Regions from separate parts of the Zea mays genome. Here region 1 is linked to region 2. Evidence: chromatin contacts called from public Hi-C data. All regions are on one chromosome and are shown on one strand. The core of a region is the stretch at or near the end of the contact, and the rest is flanking DNA. Distances in the headings are between cores, read along the strand shown.

The links. A called contact is a pair of places that touch in the nucleus more often than the background predicts.
Region 1: a Hi-C map of bundle sheath shows a contact between it and region 2, with 2.7 times the contacts expected there. The contact joins the promoter of LOC103635104 here to the promoter of LOC103635101 in region 2. A contact is called at or near these places in 2 of 25 Hi-C or Micro-C datasets (bundle sheath and leaf).

What each region holds. Positions count from the first base shown.
Region 1 is chr8:40,087,322-40,091,768 of Zm-B73-REFERENCE-NAM-5.0, reverse strand. LOC103635104 reads left to right here and starts at 2,000. Exons shown (of 1, transcript XM_008657648.4): 1 at 2,000-4,106. The coding sequence starts at 2,136. The coding sequence ends at 3,737.
Region 2 is chr8:39,874,511-39,879,424 of Zm-B73-REFERENCE-NAM-5.0, reverse strand. It overlaps LOC103635101 (protein ABC transporter 1, mitochondrial), which reads left to right and starts at 3,358. Exons shown (of 8, transcript XM_020542570.3): 1 at 3,358-3,977; 2 at 4,118-4,346; 3 at 4,467-4,619; 4 at 4,793-4,914. The coding sequence starts at 3,460.

The DNA.
Region 1 (4,447 bases), core at 751-3,250, 210 kb before region 2:
TATTTCACTCATTCAAAGAAGCAAATTAAGCAATTATCATCAGAACAAACACTTAAATATTGATAAAAGAAAATATATTGTGTCTTAGGTCTCCTATCTCTTTAGGGATTCGTAAATATAGGATTTCAAGGTGTGAAATCCTTTCTGCCTTTTTGGAGTAGAAACGATAAGAGTAGTTAGAGTAGAACAACCAAATGTGAGACAAGATCAAGAAAAGTATGGAAAGAATCAGAGTAAAAGTAAGTAGGTAAAGGTTTTGTTTAGTTCTATCTAGATTTCGTCCTACAGTCAACATTCATCTGATACCACTTCTGTCAAACCTGGATTTAAGGACCAAACACGGGTGCATCTCATATGTGCGCCAAAGAAGAACAACACATATAATGACCAAGTGTATAGAGATAAATGTCACAAACTTTATTACATAGAGGAAATGTCTTACAAAAATAAATGATAATAAATAAATCGAACTAATATTATTTCCTTGGTGCCATTAAGCTGTCTGAGAGACGCCACCTAGACCTCGTCGAACTCCTCATAGTAGTCCTCCTCCGGAGCCACCTGCTCTTCACATGTGTGTGTGTGAGGTTATCAGAAGGGTGAGCTCACAAAAGTTCATCGCTCAACAAGTGTGGAGAATAATGTGCATGAGTTCACTTACGGTGTGGGCTCACGTGAAGTGTAAGACTTATTAACAAATAATGGTTAAAGCTGAACATTGCTTTAAATAAGTTCAACTTTTGTTATCAATTACTAAATGTAAGTATATACCATCCCACAATAGTAAGAGATCAAAAATAATAATAAAACCCACAGTGCAATGCATATGACATATTAAGTTTACTTTCATAAGTTAATCATGCGATAGTCCTGAGTCGCTCTTAACCGCGAGCACGACTGATATACCAGTTTTAACACCATAATTTTATCATGAACACTAAACAATAGAATCACAATAATAAAGCATGATCATGAATCATATTTATCTTAACACCCAAAACCACATAGAGCAATTCGAGACACCACTTTAAGACATTGTTGGAGATGCTCTTAGGACAATATTGGTTCTTACACCTATAACTTCACCAAATATTACAAACATCTCTAAGATTGCATCCAGCAGATCGTGTATATGGCCATATAAAACATTGTTTTTACAGTGTAAACACCATTGTTTACAAAAAGTTTAAAATATGAGATGTGATGGGAGATGAGATAGGAGATCTCCTAGAGATCGCCCAAGTTGAGTGTACTTCGGTAGGGTAAAAACATACATTTTTTGCGAAAGCAAATAAATATATATTCTTAATAATCGATTGCCGGTTAGAGGGAATCCGGAGGTAACATGGAACTTCACATAACCACAATGTGAACAATATGCTTGTCTCGTCGAGGTAGAACGACGATGAGCTCACCACCACAATTCACAGCTTACAAAGAATTGGTAAAAGTCATAGAAAATGTAAATTGAGTTTTTTGGTTAGCCCAAATGTAGGAATCCTGAGGAGAGATGTTTATATTCATCATGGATTCAAATGGTGTCAAAAGAGGCTGAGACAGATGTAACAGATCTGGTAGCAAACGGCGAGTACAAACCTGTGAAGCAACTGTAGCAGAACCAAACGGATGACAATGTCAACGCGACTGTAACTTGCAGGTTGACCACTGCATGAAAAATAAAACCACAGTAGGTCCATCCAACCGTGGGTTCATTCTGTAAAAAACCGAAAGGGGGAGAAAGGAAACTCAAACTATGGTAAAACCAAAACCAGGGGCAGCCCATTCCGGGCAGCTGTTTCCCAATCCAGTCCTCTACAGGCAGTATCGGATCTTGTGTGCTCACCTGACACCCCCACCAACCGAAACAGTACCACGCACACGTAAAAGCGGGGAGCGCCGCTGCGCAGGGGATCCCAGGCGGTATTGCGGGACCGTGGGCTCCCACCGCTGGAAACGGTGAGGCGCGGGGCTAAAACCGAGTACTTGTGCGGCTGAAGCGGTCGCAGCCGCACGGACGAAACCGCGGCGATCGCCCACACAGCTCCCCTCCAATAAAAACACCCACCTTGCTGCCGATTTCGGGGGCGGGAGTGCCAAGTGGTTTCTAGAGCTGGGTAGAGATTGGCGGTTTGCCGATGGGGAGAGGCGACGGGGAAGGAGGGATGGCGACGCGGGGCGGCGTGGTTGGGTCGGGGGCAATGCTGGGGCTGGACATGCACCTCGCCGCGCAGCAGATGCACCCGGCCGCCGCCGCGTTCCAGCACCAGCAGGACCACCACCACGATGGGTTCCAGCTGCAGCAGCCGCCCCCGCCGCCGTCGTTCTCGCCCTACTCCAACACGTCGTCGTCCAGGGTCGTGGTGAGCGCGGCGACGGTGGGGCACGATGAAGACACGGTGGGCAACGGCTGCTGCGGGAAGGGAGGAGTGGTGGTGCAGCAGCAGCAACAGCAACAGATGGCGGCGGCGGGGTGCCCGTGGACGAGGATGAAGTGGACCGACGACATGGTGCGCCTGCTCATCAGCGTGGTCTACAGCGTTGGGGATGACTGGGAGGGCGCGGCAATGCCTGGCGGCGCGGGGGGAGGCAAGGCGAGCAGGGCGGGCTCGTCGGGGCACGGCCACGGTCATGCGGCGGCGGCGCAGCAGCAGAAGAAGGGCAAGTGGAAGTCGGTGTCGCACGCCATGATGGACAAGGGCTTCGTGGTGTCGCCGCAGCAGTGCGAGGACAAGTTCAACGACCTCAACAAGCGCTACAAGCGCGTGGTCGACCTGCTCGGCCGCGGCCGCGCCTGCCGAGTGGTCGAGAACCACGCGCTGCTCGACGCCATCGACGAGCTCACGCCCAAGGCCAAGGACGAGGCGCGCAAGCTACTCAGCTCCAAGCACCTCTTCTTCCGCGAGATGTGCGCCTACCACAACAGCGGCGTTGCCGGGGGCTCGCACCTGCCGCCGCACGCCGGCGGCGGCGCGGCGGGCGACGCCGCCTGCCTCCACCACCCGCCGCCGGTGCCCGTGGCCGGCGCAGCCTCGTCCGCCGCTCGCCACTACCAGGCAGCCCCGTCCCCGCCGTGCATGAAGGACTCCTCCGCCGACGTCGCGGACGATGAAGACGACAGCGACGCCGTGAGCGACAACGGCGAGGAGGACGAGGACGACTACGACGAGGAGGACGACGGTCACATGTACCACAGCCACCTCACCAGTCGTCAGCACAGCGGCGGCGGCCGCCGGCGCGGCAAGCGCGAGCATGGCGAGGATAGCGCCGCGGCCGAGGACCTCGAGGACGAGGCGGCCGGCGGTGGGAAACGCGCGAGGACGGGGGCGGCACCCGACCCATCGGCAATGCTGCAGCAGTTGAAGAGCGAGCTCGCGGCCGCGGCTGCCGCGGCGATGGACCCGCAGCAGGCCAGGTGCTGGGTGCGACGCCGCGCGGTGGAGGTGGAGGAGCAGCAGATCCTCCTCGAATCCCACGCGTACGACCTGGAGCGGCAGCGGCTGAAATGGGATCGGTTCCGCGCCAACAAAGAGCGCGACATGGAACGCGCGCGCCTGCAGAATGACCGCCTCCGGATCCAGAGCCGACGCTTGCTGCTCATGCTCCGGCACAAGGAGGTCGAGCTCGACATGGCCGAGGCCAACTCTTCCTCGGTCGACCACCACCCCGGCGCGTCGCCGCTCGCAGCACACCAGCAGACAATTGGGTCCAGCCCGTCCACCGCCGGCCACCCAAATTAGATGCCGTGCGTGCATTTCCATTCCATTAACAGTAGCGGTCAGTAGCTGAAAAGAGAAAAAGGGCAGTAGTGCTAAAGTTTCAGGGTTTTTTATTGTGGTCCGCGTCAGTGTTTCAGTGTAGCATGTTCATATTATGTGCGGCTGTGTCCGGTCAGACTACTTCGTATAGTTTTCTTAACTATTCAGTCAAAATACCTCTAATTCACAAAAAAAAGTTTGTCAAACACTATAGCCTCATCAAATTGTCCTCCATCAAAAGAGTGAATTAGGAGTTAGATTCATTTTTTGACGGCCAATCTTTTTAAGAGATGCTCCATAGAATCATGTTTTAGCTCTTTAAGAGATGGCTCTATAGAATCATGTTTCGTATGCTCTTTCAATTACGTCCTCGTGGGATGAAAATTACTTGTTTGGCATTGCTACTAAGCTTATTTGAGATGCCGGTGAAAAGCAGCTTCAGTTTATTGTCTGCTTTTAGTTCATTATGAGATATAACTGAACTGATAAATTACTTCAGAACCTCTCTATTTAGTACGATTTCTATTTAAATCTACGAAGAAGCTAAAAATAAGTTGTGTCAAACAAGGTCTATATTTTACTACCTCCTCTAAAAGATTTACCCATACATAGAGTTGTCTTCCACCATTGCCCTTATACAGCTCCACTACTCTAACACCTCAACTCCATCAATTAAAACAATCTAATTTAAT
Region 2 (4,914 bases), core at 2,109-4,608:
GAGATCAGCCTCCACGCCATGCTGCTGATAAGCACTGGCGAAGTTTGCTGTAAACCGCGCACAGAGCTCTTCCCAGGGGTAGACCGACCCTGGGTGAGGTTCATGAGCTAGGTTCGGGCCGGCCCGGTCAAGGCTACATGGAAGTAGCTTGCCATTACAGCAGTGTTTCCACCAGATGCCGTAATGGCAGTGACATAGACCTGCAAGAATTCCGACGGGTTTGATGTACCGTCGTACTTCTCCGGCGGGTGTGGCCGAAACTTGGGGGCCAAGTCGCCGCGCGGAGATGATCCACTAGTGCGGCACAGCCCACGCTGACCAATGGGACACCCGCCTAGATTCGGGCATCCCTTGCAGTGAAGTCTTGGTCAAGGTTGCGTCCCTCAAAGTTTTACCAGCACTCACGTGCCCTCTCTAGAAAGACTCGAGCATCCTCGCCCGCACGCCTGCGGTTGAGTTCTACCCGCAGGTCGTTAGTCTGTGCATCCCTTACTGAGGGTGAGCGCACAGATGCCGACGCCTCGCGTTGACGCCGGAACGATCGAGGCCTGGACCTGGCCGATCCAGGATGGGCCATACCGAGGAGACGGTCGACGTCTTCGCGCCACTGCCTCATGGCCCCCGGCAAGGCCGTGGAACTCGGTGGGTTACGCAGTAATTCCCTGGCTGCAGACAACGCCCCACCATGAGCAGCCCTCGACGGAGCCCTGTATGTCTATGCGGGCGTGTGTTGCTGTGCAGCGTGCATAGCAGCAGCACCAGGTGCAGGGCGATAAGAGCCTCGTGGCACGGAAGATGCTGCCCCTTCATCAGGAAGTCCTCGGGAGACAACCCGCGGTGCTCGACAATCTGAACCATTGTGTCGAGCAAGAAAACAGGCGAAAAACCTAAAGCCAAAGACCCCCTACCTGGCGCGCCAAATGTCGGCGGGAAAATCCTTCGGCCGGGTGGCGGAATGCACCCACCCTAAGCTAAGATGAGGAGGGGGCCTAAGCGGTCTGCCTGTTTGGTGAATTTCGGACGAACACTAGAGGACTCGAGGTATTATAGTGGTTCAGGCCGCCGAAGCGTAATACCCTACCTCCACTTTGTGTAAGTTGTATTGAGTGTAATTGAGCCTGTCCCCTGTAACGCTGTGTGCCTTCCCTTTTATAGTTTAAGGGAGGCACATACAAGGATGCTGAGCCCTGACATGCGGGCCGAGGAGCATAATGGAAGAAATACATTATGTGAATAACTAGTGTTGACAAAGTAACGCATGAGTAATCAGCGGGAGTCATGATGACTGCAGTCCATGCAGCACTGATAGGTACTAACCCTTTTCTTGGAAACGTACGAGTAATGGTGAGTCATTGCCCTCGATATCCGTAATGAATGCGAAGGTGCGCGTAGTCCAGAGGTGTCATGCCAGGTTCCGCTCGTTGGTTTATGCCGCGCGCAGTATGCCATGTGGCAGTATCGGGTCTCCGCCTGAGCGGGGAGCAGGAGTGTATGCGGATAGGTCCGGATCCCACCAGACTAGGTCTGGACACGTGTCGGCTCCGGACCCCCACCTGGGTCTTGATTAAGGCCCGGGTATGTTCTGTCCTAGAACCCTAGGACCCCACTGTGGGTGGCCCGAACCCCATACGGGGGGTCCGGATCCCATTCTAGGGGTCCGGTTCGCACACGTGGAGGTCCTGGGCCAAACTTGGAGGCCTGGACCGTATATATAGGGGTCCGGCACGGGCCCAGCACTCTCCCATGGGGTCCGGACTCACTGTTGATGCCTTGGAGTATATCACTTTCTCTGGACACGTGGCGGCCCCGGACCCACCCATGTGGTGGGGTCAGGCGCTGTTTACTGGCCCAGAGTAGTCACCCGAGGCTGGGGCGAGTCATGGCCTGGTCCCACATACAGCTCTTTTACCACGTGACTAAAGATAGTCGTGTGGGTACTGCGTCTTTATATAGTAGTAAGGGGTACCCTAGTTTCAGGATACCGACAGGTTCCTTGGAACCAAAATCGACATGACCTTTGGGGCACTTGCTAGCAGCCTAATTGGTATATGCCATCTTATGGACAAAAAGATATAAGACTTACAAGGTAAGATTCCGAATTGAATAGATGAGTATGGATGAGTTAACAATAACCTTTTGACAAAAACACATATTTAGGCGATTTTTTTTCTATTGGCTAGATCTGTTCTAGGCTCACGTCCTATAGTTAGCACGACTCGAATACCACTTCTATTACACACGATTTTAAGAACCAAACCGAATTCTCACTATACATGTGCTAGGATTGCAATGACATGCATAGCGTCATCATATAGTGCATATACAAAAAAAACACATTGCTTTATTAATATCGAATAATAACGTTGCAAAATCAATTGTCTTAATGAAATGAATGAATGCGAAAGGACCTCTAGCCTAGTGGTTAAGGCTTTCGAGTAGCACCTCCATGTCTTAGGTTCGATTCCACCCGGGACAAATTTTCGGGCTTGGTGTGGCTCATCGAATAATAACATTACAAAATCCCCTTGTTGTGGCTCATCCACTCTTAGGTTACGATGTCCTATGCGCCACCCTCCGGTTGGGGCATTGCAAAGTGGATGGTTGACGTCGACCCATTAGTGATAGAAAAGCCAAAGTTCGATGATTTTTTCGGTTAGGACCATTATTTCGGTCTTTTCTTAATATGGTGCTGGTTGGGCGATCATTCTTTCCCGACCGAATTTTTAATGAAATGAATAAATTAAAAACACCAATAGATGACTCTACTGCCGTTTCTTATATCAATTAGATATGATCCTCAAGCGCATAGTCTTTTAACCAAGAGTATTCCAGTGTATATAAATCCATAAGGAAGAAGAAATAAAGTAATATAGAATAGATAGAACCGAGCAGTAAAGTAAAACCAGAGTATTCCAAGCTATATATAAAAATATATTCAAATGTTGAATATGTAGTTAAGATAATATCATGTGCATTTACCACATCATTATTATTTGAAGATCGGGTTCCCAATTAATAATTAGTTTATTAGCTGGGTTGGACAACTAAAATCAGCTAAAACTTACAAAAATAGTATTTCTCTCTATCCTTTCAATGTAGTCCGCAGTCTCCACTCCATACTGACCATGCAGGACACTATCAAAAGCTATCAACTAACTTATTAGATGCTGTTTTATTTATGAAATGTAACGTGAATGATAATGATTTACGTTTAATAATGATAATGGTTTACGTTTGAGGCCGGCGGTAGCCATTGTCGTGGAAGCAACTAGACCACTGATGGGCTTCGGCCTAGCTAACAAGCCACGTAGGCGGCCCACAACAAAGTGAAACTTGTGAGGGGCCCAACACCAAGCGGTGCCGTGCCCGTGCGAGTCTCACCGCGCTTGCCCCGCCTCCGCGGACCACGCAGCTCCGCTCTGGTTCCTGGTCCAGGGGCCTTCCACGCCTTCCCTTTCCATGGCGTCCAGGGATCTCCGGCGCCTGCTCGACGGTGTCGCCCTCGTCGCGCGCGAGGCCACGCGGGGTACCTCCCTGCGTGATGTCCTCAGGTCTGCGCTCCTTGCCACCACCGACCTCGCCGGCCTCACCAGAGGCACCCCGCGCCGTCCGCCGCACCCTCCAGGCGCAGGACCGCTGCCCGCCACCGAATCCTCCCGCCCCTCCTCCGTCGTGTACTTCTCCCACGATGAAGCCACGGCGTCGCCGCAAGATCATGCACTGGAGCGTCCGCCGCCAGCGCAAGAGGCCCCGCACCCCGCGCGGACGCAGGAGACCGTCCGAACTGGTACAACCGCCTCCGTTGCAGCCGAACCTGCTGCCGTCGCGGCGGACAGGCCCGAACCTGCGGCACCTCCTCCCGATCCCTCGCCTTTGCCCCAACAGGCGCCCCCTTTGGCCTCAGCGGCGCCTGGGGAGAAGAGGAGGCGGCTGCGGGAACGGAAGGTTCCATCCACGCCCTTCACCAGAGCACTCGGGTACGGTATTGAACTCACATCCATCTCAACTGAAATTTAAAATAATGCACGTTTGTTTCAGTTTGAGTCTGCTCATCTGAATTGGAGATGATGAATGATTTGTGTCTTTTTTTTTTTGGTGATGTGCCGGTACAACTAAGGTTTGCAGGACTGGGCGCCGGGTTAGCGTGGGGCACTGTTCAGGAGTCGGCCCGTCGGGTAATGTATGGCACCCCGGTGGACACAGAGGGCAAGCGATCAGCGCTCTCCCCATTCTTGTCTGATCAGAATGCCGAGCGTGTTGCACTTGCGCTCTGCAGGATGCGGGGAGCAGCGCTCAAGGTGGGGCAGATGCTGAGCATCCAGGACGAATCCCTTGTACCTCCGCCGGTAGGATCTTAATTTTGATGCCACAGTTTTAGTCCATCCTTTTGCTTAATGCTTCGTTTGCCATAGCCTTGTGATGTCCACCAAGTGTATTCAAATTGATCTTTGACCAACTTAATGTAGGTGTTAGCAGCTCTTGATATTGTTCGTCAAGGTGCTGATGTTATGCCAAGGAAGCAGCTAAATTCAGTCCTTGATGCCGAGCTTGGTCCTGACTGGTCCTCCAGGTTGAGGAGTTTCGACTATGAACCGCTAGCTGCAGCTAGCATTGGCCAGGTTGGTTCAGCAGCGAAAGTTGCCCTACCTATGTAAAAAATCCACCAATTGTGAAATTTGAGCATTTATCTTAGCACTCTATTATACTAAGTATGTTGTTGTGTGCTGCTCTCTCTGTTAAAGTGTTAAGCATATCCTTTATTTATATATCATTTCTTTTTTCTTTCAACCAGGTCCATCGAGCAGTTTTGAAGGATGGATCAGATGTTGTCATGAAAATACAATACCCTGGGGTTGCAGATAGTATAGAAAGTGATATTGAGAATGTTAGGCTACTTCTAACTTACACAAATCT